Regions from separate parts of the Mus musculus genome. Here regions 1 and 2 are each linked to region 3. A link is a contact called in public Hi-C data. All regions are on one chromosome and are shown on one strand. Each heading gives the region's core, a stretch centred on a gene start, on an enhancer-like site or on the middle of the called end of the contact. The rest is flanking DNA. Distances are from core to core; before and after follow the strand shown.

Region 1 (4,195 bases), core at 1,599-4,098, 620 kb after region 3:
TGGTGGCAAACATTTCCCAGAAAAGGCCATATCTCCTAATTTTTCCTATGCAATTCACAAGCTGAGAACCAAGGATTCAAATATATGAGCCCATGGTGGTCATTCTTATTGAAAATACCACAGTGGGTAAAGGTGTTTGCTGCCAAAGCACCTCCCCAACTTTGACCCCTGGAACCTACCCACATGGTAGAAATGGAGAATAGACTCTTGCAAGTTGCCCTTCCATGTCCGTGCATGCACATGCACACTGGCATGATCACATGTGTTAGATAAATAAGTATTAACCAAGGCAGGGATATGGGTTGGGGATAACTTCTGATGAGGGATCGCTGGTTGCAAACAGGAAAAAAACATCTGCCCAAAAGCCTGACATAAGCAGGGAAAGGAGCAACACTGAGTGAGGGTCTGGGCCTACTTCACTTGTCAAGCTGGCAGGCTAGTCTCAGTGCAGGCTATGATAACGTTTGTAAACCTCCCCTTTTATGGATTTACTCTTATTGTTTTTTAATGCTGTATATCTATGTGACACTGCCCATGTGCTTAGGTTCCTGTGGAAGTCAGTGGCCTCAGATTTCCCTGGAACTGAGGGTACTAGAAGTGGGGAGCTGCTGGGAGCTGATGTCCAATCCTCTGCTGGAGCAGGAGGAGGTTCACCAGTGAGCCTTTGGTGGCCAGAAGCATAGGCATCGAGGCAAAGCTCTCAAGTGAGCCCAGTCGAGTTTCTGAATCATATGGCTCAAGGCTTGGATGGAGTTCATTGAGCAAGAGCCATGTCTGAGATCTATGGCATCTTTAGATCTATCATTATGTCTAACATGCTGGTTATATTTATAAAACAGAGCTGTAACAACATCTGGAACCTTTACATAAGAAATTAAGGTTGACTTGCATGCCAGATCGATTTATATTCCTTGATAAGATGGCAAAGCAAAGATTTATTTTACTTTGCACTCTCATAAGTAAGATTATTATTCATACTTCATTTTTGCAAATTGGTGGTAACCCAACTGCAGTCAAATCAAGAGCTCACATGCCAAGTTTTGGTCTGAACAAGTTTTGTATCCAATACACACTTGGCCACAAAAAAAAAAATGAGGAGATAGAATAATAGAAAAGAAAATGTTTTGCTTAGTCTGAGGTTTAAAATACATATGAATAGGGTCCTTGTGGGGTATGGCTAGTTAGTATCTGCTAACCCCTGATGTATTTTACTGTCTATTTGTGATTTTCTCCTCATGTTTAATATCAACAGCTGTTCAGTAACATAGTGAACCACATGGAACAAAATTTATAGATATCAAAGACAAAGCCAGAAAATTACTCTATTCTTGGCACTATTCCTTCCTGGGAAAGCACTACATATTTTCTTTCTGTTGATGCTGTGTTTAATAAAGTTATGTGATTGGTTAGATTTAGGTTGAGCCTAGTGTGTTTTGTTTTCTTTCTTTATGACTCAGTGACAAAAAGAAACACAAAACCTTCTGCTGGCTTTAATCACACAATTCTTTTTTTCTGTGTAATTTGAACAAAAGAAAAAATAGTTGAGAAAATATTCTCAGAAGGATTCTTGCTCGGAGTGGTAGGTGGAAGGTGAGAAAGGATTGAGAGGAAAGTAGACTAATTCAGCATATTTTCTACTCTTGACATTTTTTTTTATTTGATGCTGCTCTTCCTTGCAATTCACTCTTTTCTGAAGTGTTCATCCCCATGGTCTAGAGTTCTATACAGGAAAAAGAAAAAAAGAACTGCCCATCATTCTGACCATTAGGGCTTACCATACTGAAAGACATGCTGAAAACATCTTAGGAAAGCTAATTGAGATGAAACTGTGCTCCCATTGTTAACAGCAATGATTCATACTCCATATGTTCAACTCCACCAACATCTCTGTGTTACATGGGACAATCACCATCTAGATGTGACCTTTATAGAAGAGGCTAGCCCATAGGATCAGTCATTTGGAGATTACCATGATGCATGTGCCTCCTCTGGTCCTCTGGTGCCTTATGGAAACATTGGTCATGGAAGAATTCTAGAACCTTCGCTAGAAGAGTGAATCTTTGCTGAATTTCCCAAGTCAGCCAGGACAGTGAATGAGAAGGAAGAGTGGCCTTAGCTGCCTGGAAGTTTCCCAAAGGTGTCTACCTCCAAAAGATGTTTCCTAAGTTTTGGAAACTTATAAACATTTTTTAAAGTTTATTTATTTTTAATGTATGAGTGTTGGCCTTCATGTATGTATGTGCATTCAGTACTTGCTGAGGCCAGATGAAGTCACCGGGTTTCGTGGAACTGGAATTACAGATGACTATGAGCCAGCGTGTGGGTGCTGGAAACCCAACCCCGTTTTCTGCAAGAACAGCAAGTGCTGTTAGCTGCTGAGGTGTACCTCCAGTGCCAGGTGTAGAAACATTTAATTCAAGATAAACCCATCTTAACAAAGTCATGTGTACACCATGCAGCATTCCTAGCAAACTCTGTTACACAACAGACTCATACTTTTAAGGAACTTTGACATGTGCTATCATGAGATCTGAAGAGATGCTGTGAGATGAAAGGGGATATATTTCATTCCCGTTTTACAGAGGGAGGAATCTAGATGTCACAGCTGACAAATGATTCCTTCTAGGCCATGTGGCCTGTGCATCAGAAAGTTCAGAAGACTCTTTTCTTCGTCTTTTGAATATTGTGTAATCACTCAAGCTTCTGATTCACACAAGGAGTCATAAAACTAGAAATGATGGCTGAGATTTTTCTGATTTCTAAATTTTGCAACAACAGGATGACAACCATGACTAAGTAGGCAAGAGTCACAATGCACATGAACAAGTAAGGAGGAGTAGACCGCTGGCTTTGGAGATTCACATCTGCATGAGTCAGAGTTCCCAAGAGAAACTGAATCAACCACAATCCACTTTCCACATCTAGATCCAGTTTGACACTGAGAAGGACTGAGAGGGATCCATAGAAACAAGAAATAACTGTGAGTCTCAGTTCTTTGACCTCCAGAACAGAAAGACGTTCTCCTTCAAAAAGACAGACAGACAGGAGGAATCTCTTCTTCTCTTGGAGGAAAACTCAGCATCTTCCATTCACATCTTTGATTTGCTGCATGAGAACTTCACACACTGTGGTCCAGCGCTAATCTCATCCAAATTCAGACTTGCAGAGATATGCAGAACAATGGTTGGATTCTTGGGTATCCTGGGGCCCACCCAAATTGACCACAGACACAACTCTTATAATTTTTCTCTTCTGAACTTACCTACCATCCCCATCATACACCTACAGTAATCATATATAATCAGCAAGTGAGAAAAAGAAAAACACCATGCTCCTATACCAGACTACATCTATCCTATGTATAATTAAAAATTAGGTCTTTCCTCGGAAGATGATGTAAAGTATTTTGCTTCTCTCCTGACATCTCATCAGAATGTAATGCCCTGAATTGAGTCCATCACTCTATATTCATATATGAAAGCCTCAGACCCGACCGTATCTGAAGACAGGGGCATTTGCAGGTCACCGAGAACAGATGGATGTATAGAGGTAAAGCCTTAGCCCAGGAAGACTGGCTTTCTTAAAGAAAAAGGCAGTGCGAAGTAGAGGGGGAAATGCCCACATGGAAACATATCCAGAGGTAGCCTTTTAAATCCGGGGGCACAAGGGTCACTAGGATATAATCTGCTGGGACTTCGTCTTGGAATGTCAGGCCTCTAGAGCTGAGAGAGAATGAATGTCTACTGGTTATGTTACAAAGTCTAATTTGGCCTCCTGATCCTAGATGAAAGCTTAAAATATTTGTTATGATCTCAGAGGACAAATGTTAGTTTTAAAGCATCAGTCCAATGGTGGGTATGTGCTCATTATTTTGATTTCTCTCTTCAATTCACATGCTGGACCTAGATCTTAAGTGAAGCTCTTCTTTAAAAAAAATCAACCAGACAACATATTTTCCTGATGTTTAGAGAGTTGGATCATAAATTCCTCAATGTCTTGGGCAAGATTCCATATTATGGTTTCAAAACAGTATGTTGGTGTCACCAGTCATAGGGAGGGAGGCTGAAAAAAAGAATAAACAAACAATTTTGAGTACTGTGGTGATTAATATAATTATCAAGTTTGTGCAATCCAGAAACATTTGGAACGCAGGTCACTTGGCATGAAAGTGATGAATTGTCTTGATTAGGTTAAT
Region 2 (4,040 bases), core at 166-2,665, 970 kb after region 3:
GGATGATGGCAGGCTCGCTCACATTCAGAAAGAAACCTGCCTTTGCTGCTGAAAATGAAAGTGGGATTTATCAGATAGACTCCTTTAAAACAGTCACCACCTTAGTGACACACGGGGCCTGACGCATCCAGGAAATGCCGAGACCAGGAATTATGCTTTAAGCTCTCTGCATTTTCAAACACATGGATAGTTGGTGTAAAAATATATTCTTTTCCTGCAGGGACGTGACTGTAATTAGTGTGTGCCAAAACTCTCTCTCTCTCCCGGAGATTTCATTGTCTTATCTCTTTGCAGCATCTTAATGCGATTTTATTTTACTTTGTCAAAGTCCTATTAACATAAATGTGTTCTCCATAGCAAACAGTGTTCTTTTTTATGCAAAACAGGATTCAGCTGACTCTAATAAAACAGCTTGCAGTCTATTAGAGTACAACAGTAATGTGCTTATTTTGTTTGTCAAATCAAGACCGCCGTCAGAAGGCTCTAGACAAAGATTTGTCTTGTTTTCCAGAATAATTGCCAGGGTGGGGCTACGTTATGATCTGTAAATGAATAGTATCGCTTAGAACAAACACTTCATATATCTTTTATCTTCCCCTGCACACAGTTCTGAGTTTTTCTTTGAAATCTTTGCTCCACTTTTCCACATAAGTCATCAGAATGTTTCCAAAGAATTTTAACTGCCAGATTAATTATATCTTACAAACAAAGATAGATTGCTTACATTCTTTATTCAGAAACCCTGCCAGTATGGAGCAACTGGCAACAAATTAATCTCTTTTGCAACCCTACAAAATGTTTTGCTATGAAAAGGCCTGGAAGGTAAATGGATCCTTTAAAAAAAAAAAAATCAGGTTGCTCATTCTGAAAGGCTAATCCTAAGCACAGAACAGAGGAGTAAATGAATCTAGCTACTCCCTAACTTTGCTCTTCCTTTTCTTTCTTTCTTTTTGTTTTTTGTTTTCTTGGTTTTTTGTTTTGTTTTGTTTTGTTTTGTTTTGTTTTTGTGTGTGTGTGTGTGTGGTTTTTTTTGTCTTTTGTTTTTTCCTTCTTCTTAACAACTAGGTTACAGCCTTCTGTTAATGGATTCAGTTAATTAAGTATTGCTGTGACCTGGTGGCAATTTCTGAAATCCAGAGAATTTTTCCCTCTTTTAAGGTCTGCCTCCCCCACGGGGCCCCGGGTGTAATCTGTTTGCAGAGAGTCTATGTATGTCAGCCCTGCTTCCCTTAGAAGCTTCTAGAATGTTTTAATAAATTTATCAACCGAAAAAAAATATTACAAACATTTCATTTCCTTTGACTCAGGCACACCACACACACACACACACACACACACACACACACACACACACACCACTGCCTTCATTGCAAATTCTTGCCAGTATGAATCACCCTAAGTAATGTTTGCTTTAACTTTAGTGTGGTTCAACAAACAACCTTTATATGGCTGGACTTCAAAGGGAGGAGAAATGAAGGTTGGAAATATGATAGGCGTAATCTATTATTAGGCATGAAACACTAAACCACTTTTAGCTATAACTCTAAAACCTGCATAATCTTAGGTTTTTTAACATAATGTGTATTTATTGTGCCTTCACTCACACAAGCATTTATCTCCCCGTGTTTGTGAGAGAAATACTTTCCACTGTAGCGTGGGCCACTACTTGGCTTAATTTTTCCTAATATTTAATTTAGAAAGGGGAAAATGGTAATATTATAACAGGATTCTCATGTGTCCCAGCCAAAATACTTAGTGTTCCTCTTTGAGTAAAATTAATCTGTTACCAGTTCCCTGACCTGCAAGTCAGGTTTCAGTAAACTAGGCATCCAGGGAGGAGGGCAGAGGGAGGGGGTAAGCTAGGCTGGCTAGGGAGATAAGATCTCTTTCTTTGATTAAGGGGGGGTGGTGTTGGCGGGGGGGGGGGGGGGGGTGGGGGGGGGAGCTAAAAAAAAAAAAACCGAATGTCTCAACCCAGCCATGCCTCCCAATGGCAGAAAAATAAGCCAAAAGTGTATCCCAGCAGTAATGGTTGAAGACATTTATTAGCTCCGTCCATAACAACATTCACTGCAGGGAGAGCAATTGTTAAAAAATCTGTACTGCAATTATTTCTTTAATGATGGGGGGGGGGCGTCTCCAGCTCCTTATTTCTCTCCTTCTTCACCCTCCACAAACATTGGCACTTAAAAAAAAAAAAATCTAATGTTATGAAATAAGTCAGAGAGCTTGTAGCTCAAGAGAACCGGAGACAGCACTGGGAATGTATGCATGCGCAGAAACAAAAACACCGTCGGTAACATTTTGTTCTTGATTAAATTTGCGCTCCCTAATACAGTAGATTAAAAATAAGTCCAACTGTTAAACGCATTAGTGTTCAGCCGTGGTTCTGGTGCCAGAAAAACCGATACTGCTTCAGACCCAGCCTCTCTCCACTAGACTTGAGGAGCCAGGGGAAATCTGACCCCTCTGGAAACCCGAGCCCCAAAGTCCATCCATGACCCTGCAGTTTGGGGATTCCTTATTTTCGTCGGGTGATGAAATCTCAGAACCATCTTAATATTTTCTCACACTGGGTCAAAAACTCGGCGTCTCTCGGCGAGGCTGTAAGAAAATACGGGCTAGGAAAACGGAGGATGGATTGCTAATGGCTACAGTCAAGACACTCCAGAAGGAATATGAAATGAAGTTGTTCTTTGGTGTACAGGGAGTCGTGAAACTTACATCTTTTAAAAAGAGTTGTAAGCCATGACCTCACGCCAACCCCCCACACTCCTCCCACCCCCACCCCGAAGAATTTTAAGAGACTGGAAAGACCCACAGTTCAGAGTGGGTGCTCCTCCTTACAAGGCATCCAAATTTGGTTCTCAGCACCTACATCAGAAGGCTCACAACCGCGTGTAATTCCAGCTCCTGCACACCTGATGCCCTCTTCTGGATGTAAAGGCACCTGCCCTCACACATGCACACACCTCCACACACTCACCTCCACACACACAGCTACACACACACAGCACTAAAAATGAAATCTCTCTCTCTCTCTCTCTCTCTCTCTCTTTTTTTTTTTTTTTTTTTTTGGTTTTTCGAGACAGGGTTTCTCTGTGTAGCCCTGGCTGTCCTGGAACTCACTCTGTAAACCAGGCTGGCCTCAAAGTCAGAAATTCACCTGCCTCTGCCTCCGGAGTGCTGGGATTAAAGGTGTGCGCCACCACGCCCGGCTGAATAAATCTCTTTTATATATAAAAATAACTATTTAATGGGGCAGGATTTTGAAATGTGTCCTCAGAATTTTGGAGTGTGTGACACTCCGGAGATCATGGCTGACTTGTCTAGCCAATGGGGCTCTGTGAAGTTGGAAAGAGAGTCTGGCCAGATTCATGATGGGCCGGCCCAACCTTGCTGGACATGTAGAATGTACAAATTACCTTCCTCCCCGGTCTGTCCATTGTTGTGGAAGCCCATGACCCTTTGAATGTATTCAAAAAGAAAAAAAAAAAAAAATGGCTTCCAGAGAGACAGCTCAGCAATTAAGTTAAAAGAACTGCAGTTCATTTACATCAGGCCTCTTACAATCAGCTGTAACTCCAGCTCCAGGCGGACCTGCTACCTCTGGCCCCTATGGGTACCTGACTTTGTGTGTGTGTGTCCATGTGCTCACTCGCGCACATGCGTGTGCATGTGCATATATGTGTGTGGGGGGGTGTTCATGCACATGCATGCACAGATAAACAATTTAAAACTTTTTTATTTAAAAAACAAAACTAAACTAGTAGATTGAAAACTGATATGTTTCTCAGATAATTATATTAATATTCTTTATCTAAACTGTGCTATCCCTCCCTGTATTTTTTTCCTAGTATGTATCTTGGTAGTATCACAAATACCAGCTTTCCTGCCTCACTCCCTCTTCCCACAGATTCCCCCCACCCCCATCCCTGTTCCTCTGCTCTACCCCTGACATATTTTTCTGGTCTTTGGTCACTCTGGTTTAATAAGTTACCTGTTGCTGACACTCCATGTCACACAGATGTGCTCTCTTC
Region 3 (4,176 bases), core at 783-3,282:
GAACATTTCCTGTTCTACTATCTCAAAACCAGAAAGAATCTTCTGTGTTTGTTAAAGAAAGTTTGCAGAGGAATATAAAGGAAAAAAAGAAAGAAGAATAATTCTACCACCAAACCTGTTGATGGATATTTTATAGCAGATTCGATGACTACTATATAATAAATGTAAGTGTCCCAATAAAACACAAAACGATATATATATTAGAAAAGTGAGAGTTTGGTAGATGGCCATAGGTGCCTGTAGCTCTGAGTTCATTGGTGGCAGCAATGGGGTATGCTGATGTAATTTAATTTAACCAATTTTTAATTTCCTCTGCTAAGTATGTAAATGTTTTATTCTTAATTATATATGCGCACTATGTATTTATATTTTAAGAAATGTTTGTGTTTTAATTATGTGCGGGTATCTCTGTGTGGGTATGTGAATGTGAGCACAATATTCTGAAGGCCAGGAGAGGGCGTGGCTGAAGGCCAGGAGAGGGTGTGGCCCCTCTGGGGGGCTGGAGTTATAGGTCTTTTAAGATGATAGGTTTAAGTACACTGTAGCTGTCCTCAGATACTCCAGAAGAGGGCATCAGATTTCGTTATGGATGGTTGTGAGCCACCATGTGGTTGCTGGGATTTGAACTTGGGACCTTCGGAAGAGCAGTCAGTGCTCTTAACCACTGAGCCATCTCGCCAGCCCCGAGTTATAGGTCTTTGTGAGCCACTGGATGCTGGGACTTGAACTCAGGTCCTCTTCAAGAGCAGCCTGTGCTCTGCTCTTAACTGCTAAGCTGTCTCTCCAACCCTTGTATTTGAAATTTTTGAAACGGGATCTCATGCTGAAGTCCAGGAAGGCCCAGCACTCAAAATATAATTGCAATGCTGAGATGATAGGTGTAAGTCTCCAGCCTGGCTTTCTGTTTTATTTTTTTAAGAGTAGAGTAGACGCTTTGTGAGGAATGATGTCACGTCTCTTCATTGTACTCGAATAATCATGCACTACTTAATAACAGCAATTTCTCGCACTTGCGGCTAGTTTTGCTCTCTTGCGTGTTCCTTTGAGGGGAGCTGTAGTAGTCTCATCTGTGATGGAGAGTTTGGGGAAGGGAATTATTTTGTGGATTTTATTATTGTTTTTAAGGCTTTCATTCCATAACCCAGGCTAGGCTTGAAATTATGATCTTTCTGCTTCAGCTCCGTAAGAGTCCGGGGATTACTGGTTTGAGTGGCCACACCTGCCTAAGAATGACATCTTAGCTGTGGTTTTCCTGTGGGCTAACAATGACTTTATATATCCAGCCATCCATTCATCCTTAAATAGTCACCATTGGTGACCCAGCACACCCCTTGGGGCTGTTCTGCTAGCTTTAACAGAAAACAAGATAAATAAAACATTTTATTCCACCCCACAGCTTTCGTCGTCTGGTTACCCTGGCAACAGACTTGGAGTCTGCACTGTCAGATAACACACAGTCCACACTTGCAACCTGGACAGGACCTGGAGATAGCTCAGCGAAAGGTGTTGCCTGAGTGTAAGCTACCCAAGAGGTTTCCATTATTCCTTGAAACCAGTCATGTCTCCACAAACAAGGTTTCCACCCCAGAAAGCTGAGGCTCCAGGGCTTAAATGAATAGCATCCCGCAAGGGGTATGAAAGACAATCTAAATGTTATAAGGAGAAATGTCACGTTTTCATTAACTTTTATGTATAGATTTAATCCCTCTCTTATTAGGGTTATGTTTAAATCATGCTAGGATTATTGGCAGCACAGTGTAAATGTATCTGTCTTATGAATGAACACACATGTTGAGTGTCGTGGAGCGCTCAGAGTTTACCAATCCTGTCCTGCATCTTTGCTGAGCCACACATAATGCCCTGCGACAGGCTTACCGGGCCAGCTTTCCAAAGCCAGTGAGGTCTGTTTGGATCTGATGACTGAGAAGAGAATTGCTCATGATTTATGATGATAACATTTGAGGCAGGTGAGCGGACCCTCCACGACGGCCTGATACACCTTGTTGAGGGTTGGCTAATTGCTGCAAGGCATGATGGGAAATACCTCACAATGGGCGTGTCTTCCTTTTTTTTTTTTTTTTTTTTCTGTAGTCATAGCACTGGGCCATAAAAAGACAGCTTAGTGACTGAATACAGATAGTCATCCAGGGACCAAGATGGCTGGCGATGCTTGTGGCTTCCGCAACTGGTCCAGGCTCTATCCAGAAGGTAACTGAAATCTCGGTGAGGTGGCACAGGCCTGTATGACTAGCAAGGCAGGAGCATAATGAATTCCAAGCCAACATGAGCTCTGTTTTCAAACAAACGATCTGAAGACAATAACACGCGAAGCTCAGAGAGGAGAAGACAGCTTAAACACGTGGTGGCCAGGTCTGTCTGAGTGTCTCACCTTCAGTTCCAGTCAAAGGTGTTGCAAGTAGCTTTTGCTACCCTGCCCAGGATCCGGGAATGGGCAGCGCTACCAGCCCCCACCCAGCTTCCCAGGAATCCACAGATAAAAGACACAGACACACAGTTGTTCAATTTCAATCTGCCTTTTGATACAATTGCTGGGCGATACTATCTCCCGCCAGGAAAAGCTTGCCCTCATCAATATTCTTATCTCCGCACTTCTCCACCTGCCCTCAGATTTAGTAGCTCAGTTACATCCTACTTAATCACTTCCGACTTCCCTGCCTGTGGGAGTGGTCACATACGGCTGCTCCACCCAAGATCTCACGGGGCTGGTCACCTTTTCTTCATCAGAAGCACCAGGAACTCTGGTCTCTCCTTGCCTCTCGGGACCTGGAAGTCCTGCCTATCTCTCCTGCCCAGTGATTGGCCCATGGCGTCTTTACTGAGAGACCAAGAACCAATTGGGGGAACAGGACCACCCATACACAAAGGTTCTGTTGCCAGAATATAACAGGTAACCCTGCTTGTTAGCAGGAAGCCGGAGAAGAGGGCTGGCTGCAGGCTGGCCGTGGAGAGGCCTTTGGATGCTTTTTTGGTTCACGGGGGAAATGACTTTCCAAGCCTCAGTTTGCCTGCTATTGAGAATTGGTTTGCTCCCTTTTTCACGACATCTGGTTACTATGCCATTTTACCCAAGACAGTAAACCTAACAGTAACATGGTGCCTGGCCTGGGGGCTTATTGTTTCTATGGAGAGTCAGTTTCTCACCTCAAGGGTTGATATATCAGATATCCTGCATCTCAGATATGTACATTATGATTCGCAACAGTAGCAACATTACAGTTATGAAATAGCAATGAAATAATTTAATGTTAGGGGGTTACCAAGACATGAGGACTGTATCAAAGGGTCTCAGCGTTAGGAAGACTGAGCTCCAATGTCTTAGAGGGTCCCAGGTGACCTCCAGGTTTCCCCTGGAGGGACCACTGAAGGTGGCCTTTTTGGAACCAGACCCTTGAATGCAGTCTAGGCCTATGACTGAGTGTCCCCCCACTGTCCTCAGAGCCAGTGTGCATAGGCCTTCCCACTTGATCAGGGGAAATTCGGAGAGTTTTACAAACAAGAATACATCTGCTGAACTGGCTCACTCCCTATTTGGAAAGACTGCAGCAATTCCTTGGCAGAAAGGATCCTGGCAACCTGCCTCAAACAGAGGCCAATAGATGGTCTGGGCCCATGCAGGGAGCCTGGCATCTTTTGGATAAAGTAATACACAGGGCATGACTGTTTCCATTTCCAAACAGCTTAACCCTGAGTGATGGAGACAGTTGTGTCCTGTGAACCTTCTATTGCAAAACCCTCATGTGATGCCGCCTGCTGTTTATAGCCTTCCATTGTGTGGAGCTCTGGTCCGTGACAGGGCTGCAGTGTCCTTCTCAGGAGCACACCAAGATGACTTTGTACTTATACCAAGTGTATTTATACATCATCTTTCAAAACTATTTTTATTACCTAAACTATAATAAATTTTGGCATCTACCATACTCTGAAGTTCATTATTTAGTTCTTCATCTACCTGTGTGATGGTTTGTATATCCTTGTTCGCCTACCTGTCCACTCCCTCACCTATTCATCTGTCTATTCACACATCTATATACCAATATACTCCACCATCCATCCATCTACCCACTCATCCATCCATCTATCCATCTACCCACGTAACCATCCATCTACTCACTCATCCATTCATACATCCACTCATTCATCCATCCATCTATCCAT

Evidence for each region. A called contact is a pair of places that touch in the nucleus more often than the background predicts.
Region 1: a Hi-C map of the C2C12 cell line shows a contact between it and region 3, with 4 times the contacts expected there. The contact joins the enhancer-like site here to the promoter of 4930423B08Rik in region 3. A contact is called at or near these places in 5 of 39 promoter capture datasets (the 3T3-L1 cell line, the C10 cell line, liver and 1 more) and 2 of 484 Hi-C or Micro-C datasets (the C2C12 cell line and adipose-derived mesenchymal stem cells).
Region 2: a Hi-C map of uterus shows a contact between it and region 3, with 5 times the contacts expected there. The contact joins the enhancer-like site here to the promoter of 4930423B08Rik in region 3. A contact is called at or near these places in 8 of 484 Hi-C or Micro-C datasets (the AML12 cell line, cerebral cortex, cortical neurons and 2 more), 1 of 115 datasets of contacts at active chromatin or transcription factors (kidney) and 1 of 9 other capture datasets (adipose tissue).

The regions. Positions count from the first base shown.
Region 1 is chr10:68,704,299-68,708,493 of GRCm38.p6, reverse strand. No RefSeq gene overlaps it. Among named protein-coding and RNA genes, the nearest start is that of Tmem26, 17 kb to the left of the region's middle. Within about 2 kb of position 2,848, at least 39 of the 459 cell types and tissues checked have an H3K27ac peak or open chromatin away from gene starts, as enhancers often do. A contact at or near this core is called in the C2C12 cell line and adipose-derived mesenchymal stem cells, where this site is marked.
Region 2 is chr10:68,352,301-68,356,340 of GRCm38.p6, reverse strand. No RefSeq gene overlaps it. Among named protein-coding and RNA genes, the nearest start is that of Gm32748, 14 kb to the right of the region's middle. Within about 2 kb of position 1,415, at least 118 of the 459 cell types and tissues checked have an H3K27ac peak or open chromatin away from gene starts, as enhancers often do. A contact at or near this core is called in the AML12 cell line, adipose tissue, cerebral cortex and 4 more, where this site is marked.
Region 3 is chr10:69,326,117-69,330,292 of GRCm38.p6, reverse strand. 4930423B08Rik (a long non-coding RNA gene) reads left to right here and starts at 2,032. Exons shown (of 2, transcript XR_380547.3): 1 at 2,032-2,208; 2 at 3,699-3,938.